3 separate regions of the Mus musculus genome follow, and all the other regions are linked to region 2. A link is a contact called in public promoter capture Hi-C data. All regions are on one chromosome and are shown on one strand. The core of a region is the stretch at or near the end of the contact, and the rest is flanking DNA. Distances in the headings are between cores, read along the strand shown. Region 1 overlaps Ak7 (adenylate kinase 7). Region 2 overlaps Hhipl1 (hedgehog interacting protein-like 1). Region 3 overlaps Papola (poly (A) polymerase alpha).

The links. Promoter capture Hi-C pulls out the DNA fragments that hold promoters and counts their contacts.
Region 1: a promoter capture Hi-C map of liver shows a contact between it and region 2, with 8 times the contacts expected there. The contact joins two enhancer-like sites. A contact is called at or near these places in 2 of 39 promoter capture datasets (hippocampal neurons and liver).
Region 3: a promoter capture Hi-C map of liver shows a contact between it and region 2, with 5 times the contacts expected there. The contact joins two enhancer-like sites. A contact is called at or near these places in 4 of 39 promoter capture datasets (cranial neural crest, hippocampal neurons, liver and 1 more) and 1 of 115 datasets of contacts at active chromatin or transcription factors (stem cell-derived neural progenitor cells).

Annotation. Positions count from the first base shown.
Region 1 is chr12:105,757,538-105,761,467 of GRCm38.p6, reverse strand. The region is part of intron 12 of Ak7 (adenylate kinase 7); the gene reads right to left. Among named protein-coding and RNA genes, the nearest start is that of Papola, 25 kb to the left of the region's middle. Within about 2 kb of position 2,402, at least 38 of the 459 cell types and tissues checked have an H3K27ac peak or open chromatin away from gene starts, as enhancers often do. A contact at or near this core is called in liver, where this site is marked.
Region 2 is chr12:108,310,957-108,315,201 of GRCm38.p6, reverse strand. Hhipl1 (hedgehog interacting protein-like 1) reads right to left here. Exons shown (of 9, transcript NM_001044380.1): 2 at 2,868-3,514. Among named protein-coding and RNA genes, the nearest start is that of Hhipl1, 6.8 kb to the right of the region's middle. Within about 2 kb of position 2,666, at least 14 of the 459 cell types and tissues checked have an H3K27ac peak or open chromatin away from gene starts, as enhancers often do. A contact at or near this core is called in liver, where this site is marked.
Region 3 is chr12:105,833,501-105,837,519 of GRCm38.p6, reverse strand. Papola (poly (A) polymerase alpha) reads right to left here. Exons shown (of 22, transcript NM_011112.4): 21 at 2,736-2,810; 22 at 1-755. The coding sequence ends at 660. Among named protein-coding and RNA genes, the nearest start is that of Papola, 51 kb to the right of the region's middle. Within about 2 kb of position 2,364, at least 16 of the 459 cell types and tissues checked have an H3K27ac peak or open chromatin away from gene starts, as enhancers often do. A contact at or near this core is called in liver, where this site is marked.

The DNA of each region.
Region 1 (3,930 bases), core at 1,153-3,652, 2.6 Mb after region 2:
CTGATTTAAGAAACAGGAACAAAACCTAAGTTACTGCAGCACGTGCTCCACACAGGTGACGCTGCTCTAACCTCTCCCAGACACCGTTGTGTGGGCAGGCAGGCTGTAGAAGACACGCATTCCTTTACCCTTAAAATGCAAATCAACCCCCGTGGTTTCATTTTTGAGCGTGACATGTTTTAGTGCAAAGTTAAACCATCAGTGAGTGAACTGGGCTACAGGAAAGAAAGAGCAGGCGCAGGGGGTGCTCAAGAAACCATTGTGACACAGCTCGTGTGTGGCGCTGAAGCTGAGGGAGGAGTAAGGGGATGGACATCACGCTCTGTGGAGTCAAGTCCTGCCTGCTGGAAGAATTTCCTCTCATTTTACCTTTTACTTTATTTATTTATTTATTTATTTATTTATTTATTTATTTATTTATTTATTTATTTATTTTTGGGTTTTTCCAGACAGGGTTTCCTGCTCTATGGACCAGGCTGGCCTTGAACTCACAAAGATCTATCTGCCTCTGCCTCCCGAGTGTTAGGATTAAAGGTGTGCGCTAAGCACTCTAAGCACTCTGAAGCTTCTTTTCGTTTTTAATTTATGTGCCCCTGTGTGTGTGCATGCCTGTGTGTATCACATGTGTGTGTATCACGTGTGTGTGTGTGTGTCCTTAGAAGGCATTGGATCTCCTGGAACTGGGATCCAATGTGGTTCTAGGTGGTTCTAAGCTGCCCGATGTGCTAGGAACCTCTCCAAGGGCAGTGCATACTCTCCAGCCCTCCTCCCTTTTATTATTATTCTTTTTACATGCTATTTATTTTGTGGGTACACACGTGCCATCGGGTGCATCTTGAGGTCAGAGGACAATTGTGAGAGTCAGTTCTCTTCTGCTACTGAGGTGCATAGACTGCCTGCTTCTGCACTCTCTTGCAGAAGGTTTTCTCTCTCTCTCTCTCTCTCTCTCTCTCTCTCTCTCTCTCTCTCTCACACACACACACACACACACACACACACACACACACACACAGAGCAAGAGCGGTAAGGCTCACCTCTGCACTCTCCCTGAGAAGCACGATAAGACTTCCTTTCTGCAGTTTGCCTCTATATTGCCTCACAGAAGCCCTGCTCCCCCTCCTGCCTTGCAGCAAACGTGGGGGTTCACCCCACCTCCCTAACTGCTCCAAGGGGACTCAAGGAGCTGAGAGTGCCAGCCGAAATAAGATAGACCACAAGAACTCGGCTTTGGTGGCACCAAGGCCAGCAGCCTCCTAGATAACCAGGTGCAGCTGGTGCCTGTCCTTGAAGAAAGGAGATTAGGGTCCCACACTTAAATCATAGAAAGCAGTTAATCAGAGGACACAGACAGTTATAGCCGGCTGTAAAACTAGTTCCTGATAGCCCCACAAAAGACACTCTTTAATCACCCCCCCCCAGCTTCAGTTCCATCCTACCAAACCCCACCTCCACCCCCCTTCACCCTAAGCATTCTAAGAACGTCTAAGGGCACTGTATAAACACAGTGTTTTCTGAGCTCAGGATTGCACGCCAGAACCTACGGGGTCTTGCGATCCTAGTCAGGACTGGACATTTAAAGAAAAAGACTATTTTGCAAATTGCAGCAGACTTCACAACTCTTGGGCTTGTCTGGGTTTCCCGAGGACTCAGGGCATAGCACTACCACATGGGTCTTAGAGGAGCTAGAACTCAGGCCATCATCTTGGCTGCAGTCGCCTTTACCCCTGAGCCATCTCACTGCCCCTCAGTGCTGACCTTAACATATAGTAGTAAATCACTACTTCTGTTGTGGGAGTTGAGCGAGACAGTATTTGAGTATTTTGTGTTGCAGGATATTTGATCATACTGTGAACACCAAAATTTGCTGGAAAAAAAAAAAAACAAAACACAACTATTTCTAGTTGTGGTGTGTCTCAACCTCAGCACACACCTTTTATCCTTCTGGATGGAATACAGACAAGACCTTAGTACGAACCTTTAATCCCAAACAATGAAGGTAAAGGTAGTTACAATGAAGGATTCACCCATGTTTGAAAGTGGTGTCTAATTGAGCGGCAGACAAAATGATGAACCAGAGAAAGATTTGACAGAGTAGGATATGCCCAATTCTCACTAGAAGAGAGAGAAAAGGGAAGATAGAGATAAGAAAGGGCAGCAGAAGAAGTAGGCAGTTTTACTGGCAACGTTGTACAGGTTGAAGAGAGAACAAGCTAGACACAGGTGAAGACGGAAAGAGCCAGAGAATGAGAAGGAGCCAAGGATTAGAATAGATTGCCAAAATTAGTATGAGGCCAAGCAGAGCAATTCAGGAAAGAAGCCAGATTGAATCAGCCAGCTTAGAGAGGAGTTTGAGCCAGAACAGCTGAGTTGACCAGCCAGCCAGAGGGCAGAGAGAACAAAAGAGGTGAGCTTACTCAGGAGCAAGTCTCAGGGGCTGAGAACAGTCTAGGCACAGGTAAGGTTGTGTGGAGGCCAGAAGCTTCTGAGAGTAAGCCTCAGAGATGACAATTATTACATATCAAAGCAGACCTGGCCTCCAGGCTCTCTCAGAATCCCTCAGTCTCTACCTGGCATACCCTGTTCCCACCCCCACCCTGAACTTTCCAGCCCAGGGACAGGGCTGCCCTTTCCCAGAGGCTCCTATATAATCAAGACATTTTCTTCTCTCTCTCTCTCTCTCTCTCTCTCTCTCTCTCTCTCTCTCTCTCTCTCTTTCTCTCTCTCTCTCTCTCCCCCTCCCTCTCCCCCTCTCATCTTCTCCTCTTCCCTCTCCTCTTTGTCTCTGTCTCTCTTCTCTCTCCTTATCTCTCTTTCTCTCTTTTCTCTCCTTATCTCTCTTTCTCTTCTCTCTCACCCCCCTTCTCTCTCCCTCTCCTCTTTCTCTTCTCTCTCCGCCCCTCCCCACACCTCTTTGCATTTTTGAAGACATCCCTGGCCTCAATCAATCCTTGGGGTCAGAGGGCAGCTTCCCAGTAAACCTGCCTATATATAATCTAATCTAGGCTCATTCCATCGGCGGAGAAACAACTTATCGATTACATTTTACAATTTTGCTAACACGGGCATTTAGGTTGAGACTCTATCTCAGTGGTAGAACATGTGCTCGGCACAGATGGGGACCTGCGTTTTACATACACACTGTCCTCCACCCTATCCTCCACCCTATCCCTCCCCAACAAAAGGAGGCGCTCAGTAAATATTTGCTGGATCTGAACAGCAAACTCAAACTGACTTTAAACACGTTCAGAAAAGGGCTGAGGCCAGAGCCTAGAGGCTCAGCACCTGCTGGGTGCACCCTGGGTTTGCTACTCCTAGCACCTTAAATAATAATTAATAAAATTAGTCCTTAAAAATGAAGCTGCAGTCAGACTGTGCTCGCCCCGCCCCCACACCCTCTCCTCCAGGTCACATTTCTGACCTTTGCCCTTTGAGAGGTTCTTTCTTTAGCCCCAACCCAGAGTTCCTGGAAACTGCTAGGAGAGCCTGAGAGGGAGGAGTCTGCTCTACAGAGGGCTTGGCAGGTCAATTGCAGTGTGCACGCCTCCTCTGCAGCCGGCTACCATTTCCCGGCTGTGGTCACGTTCAAGGCGCCCTGTCTGTCCATGGCTTGATGAGGCCTAAAAGCTAGTGTGTCTCCCAAGCCCCAAAGACTCTTCCAGGCCACACATCGCACCTTCAGCTTACCAGGGAGTCTGAGATGTGAAATCAATAGTTTGGGGCCACTTGTTATCATTTTATAGATGACAACAAAATGATCTCATTAAAATATCTCTCAAGCTGGGTATGGTACCACAGGCAGGCAGGATATATATATATATATATATATATATATATATGAATGAATGAGGTGATAGTCCATTTGATAGAGTGTTTGCCCAGCACACGCTCGACTCCAGGTTTGATCCCCAGCACTACATACAGGATATGGTG
Region 2 (4,245 bases), core at 1,417-3,916:
ACCACCCGTAATGAGATCTGATGCCCTCTTCTGGTGTGTCTGAAGACAGCTACAGTGTACTTACATATAATAAATAAATAAATAAAATCTTTTTTAAAAAAAAACAAAATAAACAAGCAAACAAGAAAAACAAACAAACAAAAAGCAAGACACAGAGAGTCCGGGTCATTAGAAAAACGATCGCAACTAGATCTTTCCATGGCAAAGCTACTGCATATGACCCTTACAGAGTCCCAAATTCAGGGTCCTCCAAGCAGAGGTCAGCTCAGACTTCTGGTCACCCACATCCTCCAACCATGGGAAGACACTGATAACTGACCTGGGCACCAGTGATAGCTAGCCCTGCTAGCCGGCCAGGCACTCCAACTTCTCCCTCTGGGTAAGTCAAGTTCTGTATGAGGTGCCCAGAGGACCCTCGTTGAAGCCTCAGGTTAAAACATGTGATTATGTATACTTTATGTTCTGTATTTAAATTAATGGATTTTATTTCTATTGGGGGGTATGCATCTGCCACATGAATGTGGGTACCCTGGAACTAGAAGAGAGCAGCAGATCCTGGTACTGAAGTTGTCCACTGTTATGAACTGTTCCTTATGGCTATTGGAAAACCGAACTCAGGACCAGCAAAAAAGCAGCAGATGCTGTTAACCGTGAAGTTAGCTCTTCATCTCCAGATTTTTTTGTTGTTCATTTGTTTTTAGGCAGGATCTCACTATATATCCCTGGTTGCCCTGGAACTCACTATGTAGACCAAGCTATCCTTGAACTCACAGACATCCACCTGGCTCTGACTCCATAGTGCTGGGAATGAAGGCACATACGACCACATCTACTTGATCTTTTTTCTTTTTTTAAAGACAGATTATCAAGTAGCTTTGGCTAGCCTGGAACAGGCTGTGTAGCCAAGGATGGCTTTGAACTCCTGACCCTCTGGATTTTTTTTAAAGATGTATTTATTTTTAATTTATTTATTCATATGTACAGTGTCTGCATGTATGCCTGCAAACCAGAAGAGGGCACCAGATCTCATTACAGATGGTTGTAAGCCACCAAGTCGTTGCTGGGAATTGAACTCAGGACCTCTGGAAGAGCAGTCAGCACTCTTAACCTCTGAGCCATCTCTCCTGCCTGGCCTTCTGGATCTTGTTGCCTCCACTTCCTAAGAGCTGCTATTATAGGGAATGTACCAACCACTCTCAGTTTTTTACCATGAGCCTTTTTTAAGTCACTGTTGGAGGCACGTGCTTTCATGCTCCTTCTCCACCTGTCAGGTCCATGGGACAAACCTTCTGTCATTGAGAAGTGGTCTCTCAGGCTTGGCTGTAATCCTGAAAATTCTGTTTCCCTCGCCCCACTCCCTCTGGCTGCCAGATAACTCGAGTCAAAACTAATGCTCTAAGACAAGATTATAACCCTCAAAGCTACCGTTTTTGGGCTGTTTCTCCTTTCTATTTATCCAACATCAGCATTTCACAGTTTCATCAAATGCATGGTGGCTTTTCATTGCCATTTTTACCAACACACCTCACCCTTTGCTCCTGCTTGCCTCTACTTGGGGTTAGAGACAGTCAGTGCCTCTGAACTACATTTCCCATGCTCCTTTGCTACCTGAACCATATCAGCCAATAGAAGGCATTAGGAGAGCCAGGTGTGGGGTTGGTGTTTTGCTTGTGTTTATGACAACATCTCTGCAAGAGTTGCCCCTCCCACCATGGCTCCAGTTAGATTGGCCTCCAACCTGACATACCCTACAGTTCTGGGGCTATGGCACCTCACTTTTCCCTGGGTCCCTCCAGCGATAGGAGGAGGTAAGTTCCTCCAGTGGCCCAGGTTCCTTGCTGCCTTCCCCAGGCTGACCTTCCAACAACTTTCAAGACCCTTATTTTCAGTATTCACTTCTGCCTGGGAGAGTCTCTGGAACAGGGTGACCAAGCCAGCTCAACACCCCTATGAACAGTTGAGAATAGGTTCTGCAGACCCTGGGGGGCCTAGAGTAGGAGCAGATTAAACGGGGTAAGAGCTGGACATGGTCACCAATACCTGTAATCCCCATACTTGGGAGGTAGAGACACAGACAGGATCGGGAGTTTGAGGCATAGGCTATATAGGATGTTCAATGTAGCCCACAGCCTGGGCTACACAAGGAGAGACAGACAGACAGACAGACAGACAGACAAACAGACGGAGACAAAGAGGCGGAGACAGAGAGGGAGACAGGAAGGGAGAAAGGCTGAGAGACAGAGGCAGGGAAGGAGAAAGACTAAAAGACAGAGAGAGAGAGGGAGAGAGGGGGGAGGGGGAGGGGGAGGGGAGGGGAGGAGGAGAGGGAGAGAGTGGAAGGAAGAGAGTGAGATTTAGACGGGAGCAGGAGACAGGGCCAGCTGCCAGAGACTGAGAATGAAGAGGCTGGGGGAGGAGCTGGCTGTTGAGGCAAGAATGGTGACCTCTGACCACAGCCCAGCAAGCCCAATGATGGGATGCACTTCTGAGAACAGACCAGGACTCCAGCTTGGAAGGCTTCCTCACAGGTCACTTTTCTGCTCTGAGCTGTGACCGTATCCAGTTTTACGAGTCAGATGAAATAGCCATCTCTAGAGGCCTGCCACAGAACACGAGAGAAGCGTCTGGCCTAGGATAACAGAGGCAGAGGTCAGGACATGACCCCACGCCTTATCTGTTTTGCAAAATCACTCCTCCCAGGCCACAGAGCATGGGATTCACCCCAGAACACACATCTGGGTGTTAAATATTCACAGCATTTAAGAGAGACACGCTAGTGCAGCCATGGCAGTGTGTGTCACGCAGCCTCCCACGTGACCGACCGCTCAACACCCCACTCCCCCTTGGCTGGGGCTCCCAGAATCCACCTCTCTGAGCCATGATCCACTGTGTTCTCGTCACCCTCTGAGACTCTGAACTCGCTGATGCGGATCCACTCTCGGAAGCCGACCCCCACCGAATAGTAGACATAGAGTTTGCTGGGATGTGGGAAGCGGGGGTGGAAGGCAAGACCCAGGAAGCCACGTTCGTCCCCTTCCCAGGGCGAAGTAAGCACTGCTTGGCTCACATTCAGGAAGGGCTTCTCCAGGCGGGAGCGGTCAGGCAGGTAGGTCCACACCAGCCCCACCTGCTCGGCCACGAAGAAGCGGTGGCTGCCATCCCCAGCATGTACCATTGCAACCGGGTTTCGAAGTCCATTGGCCACCTCCTCCAAACACAGCTGCAGGCAGCCCTTGGCATCAGCCACTACACGGCCCAGGTTCGAGTTGAGGTTCTCGTTGACCAGCAGGCTTGGGAAACAGTAGTCGGTGTCATCTAGCGACAGGTAGCGGCATAATTTGGCCCGGTTGCTCTCCAGGGCCCAGAGTTCACGGTCAGGGGAGAGGAGACGAAAGAGGCCTCGGCAGGTCTGCCACATGTCCAGGCAATAATCTTCACACAGGCCAGGCACTGTCCGAAGTGGGGTGGCTGGATCCTCAGCGTCATAGAGATGGGCCGCATAGGGTGAACATTCCTGTAGAGACAGGAGGGCTCAGAGACACCAGGAGGAGAGCCTACACCTGTGCAATTCACTTCTTGCTTTTGTGTCCCCATTCAAAGGTCACCTCCTAAGATCTGACCTTCCCCTCCAGGTCTCCCTGCCATTACTTCCTGGTCTCTGACTACCTAGAAAAACAAAGCCCAAGAAACTGACCATGAACCTTCACTATACCAAAACGGATCATTGCACTTGCTTATGGCCAGTCCTCATCAGGATATGCATTCTATCAAGGCAAGAAGCTTTGGTCTTTTTTACTGCAGTATCCCAGACCCTCACATAAACCCAGGCAGGGCACAGTTTACCTTGCCTGCCTTCTATCATCCATTTGCTGTTTATGAGTAATTCACAGGGGGGCAAACTAAGGCTCAGAGCTCCCAGTGTTATTCAGTGATATGCCCAGGTTAGTAGAGGCATTTAGTAGAGGCATCTAGACTTGGTCTCAGGTCTACCCCACTATATCCTTAACTAGACAGCCAATATGTGTGTAGTACCTGGGGGTGGGGGGCGGGAATGAGGCTATGACCCCCAGGATACTCCCACCTTCTAATCTGCCCTCAGACTCAGTCCCTCCCAGCAGGACCCTGCCTCTCACCTCACTGCCACTACAAGCACAGAATTCTGTGAGATTATTGAATCTCCTTGGACACTGCCAGACCAGAAAGCCTTCCAGAGTCCTTTCCCTGGCTCTGCCTGGAGTAGGTAGA
Region 3 (4,019 bases), core at 1,115-3,614, 2.5 Mb after region 2:
CCTAATTCTTCTTTCAGTGTCCAAAGTATACCTTAGCATTGACAATTCACCCTAAGGGCTACAGCTGCCCGTAAGGACTGGGCTGAGCTCGGTGTCCTCCTGCCCTTTCTGGGACAGAATGGTACACCAATGCACAACGTATCCAATTTAAAGACTAATTGTAAAGAAAATTCTTTGGGGAAAAAAAATTGAAAATCCATTAAGCTGAAAATCTAAAATTAGTTCTACTTTCTAATTAAAAAAAAATACATAAAAGTGCATCATCAGAATGAGGAGTTCTTCTGCCAGCTTGTATTGCAGTTTTCCAAACAATGCAGCACACAGAGGCGCGATCCGGATGTCAGTTATGGATACAAACATAGCTCGAGGGTTTTGTTTTGTTTCCTTCTTAAAGGCAGTAATTTTTCTGAGTAGTTAATGCAGCTGTCGCTAACACAGTAATAATAGCACTCCTGGCTTCGCATACTAACCTGGACTTCTGATCAAGTGCTCATGAGCCCAAGGCAGGGAGGCCACCAAACAGCTAAACCCACTGTCAGTCAGGTCTAGTCTTGTCCCTCCAATCTCCTCTTTTCCTTTCTTTCTTTCTTTCCTTTGTTTAAGCATCTGGAGACAACGGGTTGAGTTGGCAGATACTGTTTATGGACCCTGAGGTGGTTTTACCGATTCAGTCTCAGTTTTATTGAATTCTTGATAACAGGAATAGGATTTGCAGGGAGAGCAGGGATATCAGAAAGGTCTGTACTGGATGTTTTCTGAGAATGAAAGCAAACAACACACCACAGTTTAAAGCACTGTGACTTAAAATGGGATGCGTGTCCCACCGCCTTACTCCTAGGAAAGGATGCAGCTTTATTATGAGGCAAATTTAAAAAGAAAAATCAATTTTAAATGGAAAATATGCAGCGCAAATAAACATAACTAGACTTGCAGACATTTTCAAATAATAACATTTTCAGGATTTACCAAAAATTATTTTGTAACTTCAAATAGAAATCTTAAAAATATATTTCACAAAATAAAGAACAAGAGAGAGAAAGATATTATTAATAAAATAACACTTAATTACTGTTGGGCCCAGTTTACCATACTAACTGCTCTAACAAGAAGTGGTGTCGGAGTGCCCTCGTGTGGAGGAAGCACTTACATTCACCTGAGACACACAGCTAGCATTTAGCAGTTATTTTCTGACACTCTAAATTATAAAATTAACTATATAACTGAACAATAATTTAACTCAACTTTTAGGGAATTAAAAAAAATTGTATCACAAATTTTATTACAAGGCATCTTTAATATTCCAAAATACAGAGATGAATCATAAAATGTTTCATGAGACGTTTCCACACAGGCATAGAAGTTGAGAGCATTTATTAGTCTCACATTAGTCTCAGCCAGCTTCAGCAACAGTTAAGTCAAAGCCAATCTACTCCTTCCTGTGGCCTTCAACCAAGGATTATTCTGAAGCGAAACTGAAGCTGCTCCCAATTATCTGTGATTACCTCAAATACGTGGCCCTGCTGTATTTAGACACTACCCTCCGCAATAAAGGCCCTCCCTCAATCACAGGACACAAGATACATTCTCTAAAAACAGCGTAACTGGGGTGGTCTGACTGGTTTATAAATCCTTTCACAACTGAATAAAAAAACTCTACTCAAAAAAACACTTTCAAAGCCAACCCCACTGGGGCGCCATGGCTGCAGGCACGTAATCAATCAGTGCAGCAGAGTGGGAAACATGTGGTGGAGGAACACAAGCACACTCCTCATTCGATGACCTCTTGGCTACTGAGGCTGAGGGAAAGCATACAGACAAACAACTTTGAGAAACTGAGTAGAACACTGGTGTTGGCAGAGTATGGCAGAGTGTGTTTCCCACAAGCACTGAGACTCTAAGCCACAGGTGAGTACACGGCTGGCAGCTAGCTCAGCGCCTCAGGTAATCTAGTTAGTACATGCTATGAGGAGACACTGATTTTTGGGTCAACGTTTGACCTACACTTTGGTTTAAGTTTAAAAGGATTCAAGAAGAAAAATAAAGAAGGTGAAGGTTTGTGAATTAGCAAGACAAGACTGCTTGTGTGCATATGGAACTGTCCCAGCCAACACTAACGCTAGTCAATTACTCTAAGGAGTTATTGACTGTCTACAGAATAACTAAATAAAATCAATACTAAAAACTAAACTGAAAAAGAAACACATCTTAAAAATTAAAAATATCAGGGAGCCAAAGGCAGTTCAGGAGCACTTAAGCTAAGCACCATAGTGAATGAATAAATACAATGAAAATCTCTCTGAGCCTTGCACACAGGTCCGGAACACTGTTTGTTCTTTGTTTCACTCTCAGCCTTTGACCTATAAATAAACATTTATGTCATCACACACAACAGTGAGGATCTGAACGATCTGCGGTGTAAGGGAAGACCTACAGCTGCCTCCATTCCCTTTGCCGGCGCCTCACCAGAGCTCAGGATAGTCTCAGCCCCACCAGTTTGAGGGGCCAATGTATGTCACAAGTCAGAGCTCGACAGAGCTTCCTACCAGCTCAGAGCAATGGCTCCAAATCAATAGTCTGCCTGCCTTTAACTTTAAACTACAGAAAACTTACAGACTTTAACTACTTCCACAAACAAAAATTTAATAGTCTAGCATGAGCCTTCATTTGAAATCAATATACCACTCTAATATCAAAACCACTGAGCAAACTCTCCATGCTTGTTTTACACTTAGTACCTGAGAGGCCAACAGAGAAGCCGATGCCGGAACAGTTTCTGATTGAACCGCACTTGTCTCCAGATCAACTTGTTCCTGGGAAACAAAGGATGGGGAGAGGGGAAGAGACACTTTTTTAAAAAAGAAAAAAAAAAAAAAAATCAAAGAGCATAAATGGGTGTGGTGGCTAATAAAGAAGACAAACTAGCAACAGGAGGGTAGAGAAAGATGTACCTACATTATATCACAAGTCATCCAGCCCTGTTATAATCTATTGCTCCATTTCAGATACAAATTGTAGGGCATGACCAAAGTATCTCACAGTTCCCAAATTGCTCTAACTTGGATGTTTTAACAAGTACTAATTAAAGGTATGCACAGGCACTTTAGAAAATGTTACCTAGATAATAATTCACAAAACATAAAACCAAAGAATGTCCTTAACTATGTGGGGGAAATGCATAACATTAGTAAATAAAAACTATTCAGAGGCACAAAAACTGCCCCACATTAAAGTAATTAAAGTAGCAAACAGCTGTAAATTGTCCTTTTCTTATGGTCTCTATCTACTGCCCTCCTCTGTCCAATAATCAATGCCCCAATTAGTGAGCAGACAACAGAGCGACAACTGTGTCACCCCACAGCAGCTTCACTCGCATACAGAAAACACACAAGCAGAGGAAGATACAGGTAAAAGCATATTTCTAAACTGTGAACACAGGAACCATCACTGCTTTCCCTACAAACTGCACAGGGTTAACAAGAATGGGAGAAGTGGAGTCTTTCACAGGGACTGTTTGGAATATGTATCAAGTTCTTAAAAATGTATTAAATAAGCAGAGCTGAATGGCAGATATTTACAATACTCCAATGCTGCAGTGGGAAGGTGCAAATTGTTTTTAATGGAAACAGTTGCTGACAATAAGTAACTAGTAAGGTGTGATTAAAAAAAATTCCAATACAGTCAATATGCAGATTATATAACATAAACCTATTTTTCTCGGTCTGCAAAGTGCGTTATAAATCAAAAGTAAAGGCACTGGTGTATATGTATACATGCACAGCTTGAAAGACATCATAAGGAGACTTACTACAGTATTCTTGGTGGGAATTTGGCTAAGTTGGGAAAGTTAAGCCTTTGGCATACTCATCTCACTTTCTAAGATGAAGTCATTCTCAGTCCTTAGGTTGGAGGGAACCAGAGTCCTCCTCACTGCCCAACCCGCTCAAGCCAAAGCCTTCTCAAACAGTTTTTCTAACCCAGCCCTACTGCTAGACCCAACAGTGAGGTTAGAGTTTCACGGC